Linked DNA regions of Mus musculus: all the other regions are linked to region 3. A link is a contact called in public Hi-C and promoter capture Hi-C data. All regions are on one chromosome and are shown on one strand. Each heading gives the region's core, a stretch centred on a gene start, on an enhancer-like site or on the middle of the called end of the contact. The rest is flanking DNA. Distances are from core to core; before and after follow the strand shown.

Region 1 (2,995 bases), core at 201-2,700, 970 kb after region 3:
TCCTATGGATTAGGATAATCTCGAACTGATCATACCTCCACATCTCAAGTGCCAGGACTGCAGTGATGTACCACCAAGCCTGGCTTACATATCACTAGGGATCAAACCCAGAGAGAGAGCTTCATGCACTTCACCCACTCTACTACCAACTGAGTTACATTCCCAACCCCTAAAGGTGTGATTAAAAACAAAAACAAAAAAACAAAAACAAAGTTTTAGGCTGACAAGATGGCTCAGTAGTTAAGAATGCTTGCTGCTCTTGCAGAAGACCCAGGTTCAGTTCCAAGCACCACAACGCAACAGCCCACAAACATCTGTGATCCCAGTTCCACTGGACATCTGGGACTTAATATCCTCTTCTGGTCTCTACAGGCAATTGCGTAAACATGATGCACGGAAAATACATTTGGACAAAATATCCATACAATTTTTTTTTGAAAGATTCTAATCAAGTGGCTGAGAAACTGGCTTAGAAAACGGGTACATGAAGAATGATGGATGAACTGAGTTCAATCCCCAGGACACTCTTGATAGAAGAGAACTCCCCCAAGTTGCCCTCTGACAGATGATCATCTTGCTTCTCTAGCTCACCAAAAAAGCTGGCGTTTCACTTGAGCCATCTGCAGAAGGCAAGGACTGGAGTTAATAATCGTAAAACAGCTTAGCGCTTTCACCATGAAGGGTATTTCAAGGGCTGGCCTTCAGGCCGGCTCTGCTCAGCTGATCTGTGGAATGGACTTAGGGTGGAGCTCTCCGCCACGCCCCCATGCATGCGCCCCAGGTGAGCATGTCAATTGAGAGGATGTAACATCTGTCATGGCTGGTGCATGGCAGGGGCGGAGCCACCACAACACCCTGAGAGCCCGGCAGAGAGTCCAAAGAATAAAGAAGTACAAGGAAGTACATAGTTCTCCAGCCAAGAGAACTAAGGGCAGCTCTCTCCAAGCAGCACTTTTGGGGTAAAGAATAGGGATGATCCTGGGTGTGACCTAAAAACATGTGAGGGAGGAGAGCCAGGTGGAGCATCTGCTTCAGAGCCCTGCGTGCTGGGGTTGGACGTGGGTGGGCACCTCTGAGTGTTCAGACCCTCCCTACTGTGTCTGGGAACCCTGCAGGCCAGGAAAGGTAGCCTACCACCTCCCTCTAATGGAGTTTGCAAACCAGGGAGGTAGCTGATAACCGATACCGGTGGGGTCCAGCCTACGGTCAGTACAGAGAAAGCAGGGTTTCGGAGATGCTTATGGCTAGAGCGAGCGAAGAATGAAGAAACAGATGGAAGATGCCTGAGAAAGGACTCTTAAACCACGGACCATGATGTAAAGTAGAAGAACGGGGCGTGGGTCCAGCCAGGGTGAGGCTGCCACTCGGCCCGCCCAGCAACTTCTAGGACACAGTTGCTTCCTGGAGGAACCCTTGCAGCACAGGGCGTTTCCGGTGCCTTCCTGGGCAGGGCAGAGCAGGGCAGAGCGGGGCAGAGCAGCTGTGTAGTTTCCATTCCCCTGAGGGTGGCATGGTTGAAGGAAGGGCTTAAAGCAGCTGAGGAGGGACAAATGAGCTGTCACTGGTGGGGGTGGTGAGGACCCGGGCCAGAAAAGTGCAGGCCAAAGGCAGTGGTGGCAGTGAATGGAGTCTTTAATTTTTTTTTAATTAATTAATTTTCTCTCCTTCTTCTCCTCCTCCTCCTCCTCCTCCTCCTCCTCCCCTCCTCCTCCTCCTCCTCCTCCTCCTCCTCCCCTCCTCCTCCCCTCTCTTCTCCTCCCCTTCCTCCCCTCCTCCCTCACATGTTTTTAGGTAACACCTGGGCTCGTCCAACTCCGTACCCTAAAACTATGAGCCAATTAGAAAATGCTCGTAGTTTGCTGGCCTTTAATTCCAGCACGGGGGAGGGGAGGCACGGGGAAGGGGCAGGGGGCACAGATACAAGCAGATCTCTGTGAGTTCAAGGTGAGATGCCAAATCTCTCAAGTTCAGACTTCATTTAGAGAACCTGACCTAAATTTGAACAAGTTGCTACTCCACAACAACAACAAAAAAATTAGCCTAGCTCTAGTCTCTAGGCTAATCCCCAACAAAACCAGCGTTTCCAGGCTATACCCTCAACAAGACCAGTGTCTCCAGGTTATTCCCCCAACAGACCTGCACCCCAGGTCACAAGCCCACACCTTGCCTAAAGACCACCAATGCAGAGGGGAGCAAAAGTTAAGGGTTTTTTTGGTTTGGTTTTTTTTTTGGTTTTGGTTTTTTGGTGTTTTGGAGACAAGGTTTCTCTCTGTAGCCCTGGCTGTCCTGGAACTCACTCTGTAGACCAGGCTGGCCTTGAACTCAGAAATTCACCTGCCTCTGCCTCCCAAGTGCTGGGATTAAAGACATGCGCCACCATGCCCGACCCCACAAGTTAAGTTTATGATATGACTCACAGCACCAGCCAATTATGTTAAAGGCCACGGTAGCTCTCCAATTAGATGCTTGCCTTGCCCTAATAGACGTTTCAGGCTTCCCCACCACCAAAACTGTCTTGCGTGACCTTGGGGTGGGGGTGGGGGGGCGAGCTAGCTCAAACAGAATAAAGACCCTGCTGTGAGTTGCCTCAGCTTGGCTCCTGTGTTCGCTGGCACAACAAAGGTTTGGTATACAATGCAATTCCTGGACAGCCAGGGCTGTTACAATGAGAAACCCTGCTTCAAAACGAGGACACAGAAACAAAACCATCAAACAAAAAGTAAAAAAAAAAAAAAAAAAAGAAAGAAAAAGAAAAAAAGAAAAAAAAGAAAGAAAGAAAAAGAAAGAAACAAGGAAAAGAAAAAGAAAAAATAAACAGAAAGAGAAAAAGAAAAGAAATGTCCACAGTTCTTCTGGCCTGAGACGCCTTCCTTGAACTCTCTGGCTGGGCTCTCAGGGTGGTGTCTCCACCCCTGCCACACACCAGTGATGAACAATGCTACTTCCTGTCCACTGTTACTCTCACCTGGGGAGGACACACTGAGGGAGGGGGGGA
Region 2 (2,821 bases), core at 132-2,631, 860 kb before region 3:
CTCTGGGAGCTCCCAGGTGTTTGGGCTAGTTCTTCTAGCCCCAACATGTTTACTTTTAAACAAATTAATACTTTTGGATTTTTTGTAATGTCAATATACGTTGGAGACACCCCACTTTAAACTTGAGATGCCTGGGACCCTTGATGACAAGGGAGAAAAACTTGCCTGGGGTACCATGTTTCAGAGCATGAGGCTATGGTCTCTTGTGGGCCCCAGTATGAGTTCAGAGAGGTCCCAAGGTTGCTTCTTTGGTGCAAGCACCTCATGATGTCATTTCTGCAATTATTCTTAGTACTTACCATTTTTTTTTTTTTTTATCTATTTACTGTTCTTTCTCTCTCTTCCTTCCTTGATTAAGCCGGTATTTGGTGACCTGGCAAGACATAGTAGGAGCCCGCTTGATATCCAGAAGCTAGATGTTACCAATAGTATTAAAGTGAAGGCTGTTCATGAGTTCACGAGAAATGTATGTTATAGTCATTCAATAATACAAGTAACCTAGAGTCACAGGCAGAGATGAGTAAGTCTGCAGCTGTTCACCCAGCCTTAGTGTCAATTCTGTATAATAAAAATAGGATAGTTTTATCATAAAATTGAGGTTGGAATAATATACAGATATTTCCCAGAAAGTCAGCAATGGGTTCCTCGGGGGTTGTGGTAAATCTCTTTCCAAATATGCCCTAGCAATGAAAACACAACACAGTTAATATATGCTGTGTGCCTAGATTGGGCAGATCTACCGCTATACTACCATCTTCTCCATCTATCGGACTCCTTAGAACTTGCAGTTTCTCCAGGCAATGTGCTTCTGCTCCTCTTTTCTTCCTCCTCTGCATCCTCTTCCATTTCTCCTCCTTCTCTCTCCTACCTTCTGCTCCACCTTCCCTTTTTATCTGCCCAATCATCAGCTCTCCTTTATTTTACAAATTAAGGTAGGAAGCAGGAAATCACCTGAGTGCTGACTCATTCCTTCTTTGCAGCCACTCACAGGAGGAGAACAGATTTAACATCAAATATAATTAGCCCCAGGGCTATCCACAACACTCGGGTTCAGGGATGATGGTGGCAGCCCCGTAGGATTAAGTGAGGCTGTTTTTGTAGACAGACAGATGGGGTCCTGGATGTTTGATCTAGATTGCAGATCCAAAGACTGAAGGGTTAGCAGTATGATCTCATGTTTGTCCTTTTATGAAACCATACTGTCTCATACATGTCTGAGATACTGACTTTGTAACCCCAATACTGCTGTCCCCAACCTCACCAGAGACTGGGGGTTGGGAGATACAAAAAAAATTGTGCTTGCTATAAAACTTTTATGTTTGAGATTGTATAGTTCCCTTTTTTCTGTTCTAAATCTGTACTACTCTGTGTCATTAGAAAATGTTGGCACAGGAAAATAGAGAAGCATTTACCCACCCTCTGTGAACTTTGGGATTCCAACTTCCTTGTATGATTTCAATAAAAGACTGGGGCTGAGTCAAGTCTAGGTGAACCCCCTGACTTCCGAGTTCAAGGGCTCCCATGTCAAAAAAGAACAGCCTGTCAGTATTGTATGTCAATTGTACGTTTTCTTATTCACCTACCAGGTATCCCTAGTCCTTGATGACCCCTGACTCTTGTCGAAGCTGGACCCTGGGAAACATAATCAGTTAATTTCCCAAATTCTATTACCTAACTCTGAAATGCAATTTGTATTTTGTGACTCAACAACAAAAACATACATTTGGAATATGTGTTGGTGTCATATTAATTTGATTAAAAAATAATTACAGGATTTAAGATAAATATATGAATTGATTTAAATAATTTGATGTACTTTATTTTACATTGTATTTCCTCTAAAAACAATTTTGATGAATTATATACTGCTCAGGTTTGTTCACAATGAAGAAAATCACTTCCAAATTTGAGAAATAAAGCAGTATTCCAAGTTAAACAAACCAACCAACCAACCAACCAACCAACCAACCCAACAACCCAGTGGGCCATCCTTTTGACTGGAGGATAAACTTCCTTCTAACTGACTCACGTCTGTGTTCACAGATATGTGCTGACTAGCAGGCTCACGTGCACAGTGTGGAGGATAAGCTATATCTTACAAAATGGGATTTGGGAGTGACCTGAAGAACTCACAGGAAGCTGTGTTAAAGTTGCAAGACTGGGAACTACGGTTGCTGGAGACAGTGAAGAAATTTATGGCTCTGAGAATAAAGAGTGATAAAGAATATGCATATACTCTACAGAATCTTTGTAATCAAGTTGATAAAGAAAGCACTGTGCAAGTGAATTATGTCAGCAACGTGTCCAAGGTAAGAATGACCCCACTTGTTTTGTATAGGGTCACATTTGTCCTTTGAACAAACATCATATTATAGAACGAGCATACCCATGGCAACTTGCAGTGTTTTAAATTTTCTCTTAATACTGTCTCATCCGCATCCTCTAAAGGATCTTTCTGTGTGTGGTGTACACATGTATGCACAGATCGGGGCGTATGTAGGTGCACACACCTGAACACTGCATGTGGAGGCCTGAGGAGCATAGTGGTGTTTTGTATAGCTTTCCAGCTCAGTCCTGAGTTAGGAACTTGGTTAGGTTTGGGCTTAGCCTAGATGCTAGGCTGTGTGGGCAGCAAGCTCCTGGGATCCACCTGATTTTGCCTCAAAGCCCCGGGATTGCAGGCACATGCGGTCAAGTCTGCCTTTGTTGTGTGAGTGGGAGTTGGACCCAGGTTTTCAAGCTTGCACAGCTACCACCTTTCCCTACTAAAGCATTGTCCTCATCCCCGTGCCCTCTAAATTTTTATGTGCTTATTTTAGAA
Region 3 (2,797 bases), core at 228-2,727:
GAACTGAGGTAACAAAAATGAAGAACTATTGAAAGATAAGCCCTCAACAGACTGCATCTCAGGTTAAATGCTAACTATGTTTGCATTGAGGGTTGTAAAGAGATTCTCTAGAAGTATTCTTATCTCTGATCATGTTTTATTAAAAAAATACCCATTTGACTTAAATAGAAAGAAAAATCAGAAGTTGGTAGGTAACAGCTTAATGGCCAAAGTAGTTGTAATCATTGATATAAATTTGAATATTTTGTATGTTAAAATAATGTGGAAAAGTGCAATCCCTCAACCCTTATGATAAATGTAGTTGGTTTTCATACTCTTTTCCAATGAACCTCTTGGCTACCCTTTCCTACCCACACATTTAAAAAAATAAGTGATAATTTTAGTCGTTCACCAGTAGAAAAAGAGGTGTATTTTCATTACTTGACAACATGGGATGGGTGCAATTTATTCCATTGTCACTGAAACAGAAGAAGCAGTTCCACTTTAGGTACCACAAGGTGTCTTTCTATACAGCTCATTTGAATACAGGTGTTCCAAGGTGGGGTTTTCTATTTTTAAATTACCATATCAAAAATAAATGTGCCTTATTTTTTTATAAGTCTTGTTAAATCTTATTACTGTCCATATTACTGTTTGGGAGGTGGGGTATTGGGAGGTTGGGATAGGGGGTGGGTACTTTCTATGACACATAAATTATGTAAAATTTTTTGCTTGATAATGCTGGCCACATCCTGATCTGTGTCATTACATTTGTGGTGATGTTACTCTAAACATTTTGACTATTTGAATGTACTGAGATGTCAGAAAACGAAACAAGGGAGAAAAATATTGCTAATTAAAATATGCTGCTGCCAAGGAAACTGCAAGTTGAAGCAAGGATTTCGTAACCCACAAGATCCAAGTACTTCTTGCATTTCACAGTACTTAACCGCGTTAAAGAGAGAATGCTTTAAAAATAGACTGTTTTCTAAAATCCTCTGTGTGTAGCTCATCTTATGTTCCTTACTAAAGAACACGTTCCAAACATTTGTGTGTGGTAAACTCAGCGTGTTAGTCTAGCCCATGTACCATCATGGGACCTTTGAGGTCATTTGAGATCATTGTTTCTGTAATAGAATAATAGTATTTAATTTTGGTATAGAAAGAATGCTTTGGCTATATCCACTTTTGAAAAATTCTCCTCAGTGTCTTAACCTAATTTAGTATTCTTTGACTTTAAACCTCCACTTACCTCTTACCATTCCAGTACATTACAGAGAAAAGCATTTCTGCCTCACTGTTTATTCTGATCGTCATCTGGATTCTTCCTCAAGATGCAGCTCCTACATTCGCTGTTCTGTTGAGTTCCTAAAATCCTTTGCCTATAATCATTAAGGAAATACCAGAATGACAGGACCATTGCAAGGGTATAATTTCATGCAGTAAGCATGTGACGTACATTCCCTTCCTCATTTGTTGGGGAATAAGCAACTGAAAGTACAACAAAACCACTTCCTCCTATAACCTCTGCAGACGCTAGCTAGGACGACCAAGCGCCAGTCCCACGAATATGATCTATTTTCTTGTTGTATCTTAAGTGTATGCCTTCCTGTGGATGTTCACTGTGCTCTGTGGTTAAGTGGCTATGCTTAATCACTACAGAAGTTCTGATGAGGCCAAATGAAACCAGTGGCTGACATAAATAATAAACAAAAACAGCAGACACAGGGGACCCACTCTGTGTTCTGGCCACCAGCTCCTTATTCACAGGTGAAGCAGAAACTCTATGTAACCAGCAAGCTTCTGCTTTTTAAAGTTATTTTCACATTACAACACTGGGGAAATGAAGAGAGGGTGTCTTTTGCTTTGGGTTATGGTCAGAAACTGGTTTCTCTGGCACACGTGGGCAGTCAGCCACACTTCAGACCTGACAGCGGGGGAGGGGGGGGGCGGTCTGTTTAGTTAGGCTTGGTACATCTGTTATCACAGATGCTCAGTGGACCAAGACTGTCTCGCTACTCTCTCCCCACTCTCTGAAATTTTAATTTTGTTTAGAGGTGCATGGTTCAAATATCAGCATTCTAAAAAAAAAAATTGATTTAAGAAAATGCTGTATGATGTTAGAAGACATTGTAATTATCATCCCGTGTCTTTGCTGTACTCGTGCTGAAGTGTTTTCACAGTCCTTTGTCTAGAAGAAAATGTTTACTTTCATTGTGATTATTTTGCTCATTGAAATCAACAGGTTTTGATATTTTTCTCTTGGAAGATTTTTATAACTTTTTGGGAATATGTAATATAAGATCTCTAATAAAATATAATCTTATCCTGTGCATTGTCTTCTGGAGTAATTCTTAATCCTACTTTCAAACAGATCTATTAACACTTTTATAACAAAGAAGTAGAGCAAAGCAGCCGAGGGGCCAGGTGGCTGTTCTTGGTTCTGCTGTGACAAAATCAGCTCTCTTCAGCCCAGCCCTAGTTAAAAGGGTGGGGGGGGGGGGGACAGGATGAGGGTGTGTTCTGTGAACAGGTGGTAGATGAATATTAGTGAGTTCACATCTGTGTGTGATAGATTAAAGGAACACTTTGGTCAGATTCTAGATATGGAAAGAACAGGGCAGAACAGGATATGAAGGTAAATCAGCACACAGAGCTAAGAAGGCCCTTGTAAATAGATCCAGAAAATAAGGCCGAAGGAAGAGAGAGTTTCCGATGCTGCTACTGCCCTGCCCGGGTGAATGCACAGCAGCCATGGCTGAGGAGCACCTTCAGAAAGCGCCATTGGCTGAGGGCAAAGAATACTATCCTGAGGCTC

The links. Promoter capture Hi-C pulls out the DNA fragments that hold promoters and counts their contacts. Hi-C and Micro-C count contacts between places; a contact is called where the count stands out from the background.
Region 1: a contact with region 3 is called in a promoter capture Hi-C map of pre-B cells, with 5 times the contacts expected there. The contact joins two enhancer-like sites. A contact is called at or near these places in 1 of 39 promoter capture datasets (pre-B cells) and 1 of 115 datasets of contacts at active chromatin or transcription factors (large pre-B cells).
Region 2: a contact with region 3 is called in a Hi-C map of bone marrow-derived macrophages, with 11 read pairs. The contact joins two enhancer-like sites. A contact is called at or near these places in 1 of 39 promoter capture datasets (embryonic stem cells) and 1 of 484 Hi-C or Micro-C datasets (bone marrow-derived macrophages).

Annotation. Positions count from the first base shown.
Region 1 is chr17:65,723,016-65,726,010 of GRCm38.p6, forward strand. All of the region lies in intron 1 of Rab31 (RAB31, member RAS oncogene family), which reads right to left. Among named protein-coding and RNA genes, the nearest start is that of Rab31, 48 kb to the right of the region's middle. Within about 2 kb of position 1,451, at least 152 of the 459 cell types and tissues checked have an H3K27ac peak or open chromatin away from gene starts, as enhancers often do. A contact at or near this core is called in pre-B cells, where this site is marked.
Region 2 is chr17:63,893,975-63,896,795 of GRCm38.p6, forward strand. It overlaps Fer (fer (fms/fps related) protein kinase), which reads left to right. Exons shown (of 19, transcript NM_001037997.3): 2 at 2,044-2,309. The coding sequence starts at 2,103. Among named protein-coding and RNA genes, the nearest start is that of Fer, 31 kb to the left of the region's middle. Within about 2 kb of position 1,382, at least 9 of the 459 cell types and tissues checked have an H3K27ac peak or open chromatin away from gene starts, as enhancers often do. A contact at or near this core is called in bone marrow-derived macrophages, where this site is marked.
Region 3 is chr17:64,752,799-64,755,595 of GRCm38.p6, forward strand. It overlaps Man2a1 (mannosidase 2, alpha 1), which reads left to right. Exons shown (of 22, transcript NM_008549.2): 22 at 1-2,312. Among named protein-coding and RNA genes, the nearest start is that of Dreh, 13 kb to the right of the region's middle. Within about 2 kb of position 1,478, at least 140 of the 459 cell types and tissues checked have an H3K27ac peak or open chromatin away from gene starts, as enhancers often do. A contact at or near this core is called in bone marrow-derived macrophages and pre-B cells, where this site is marked.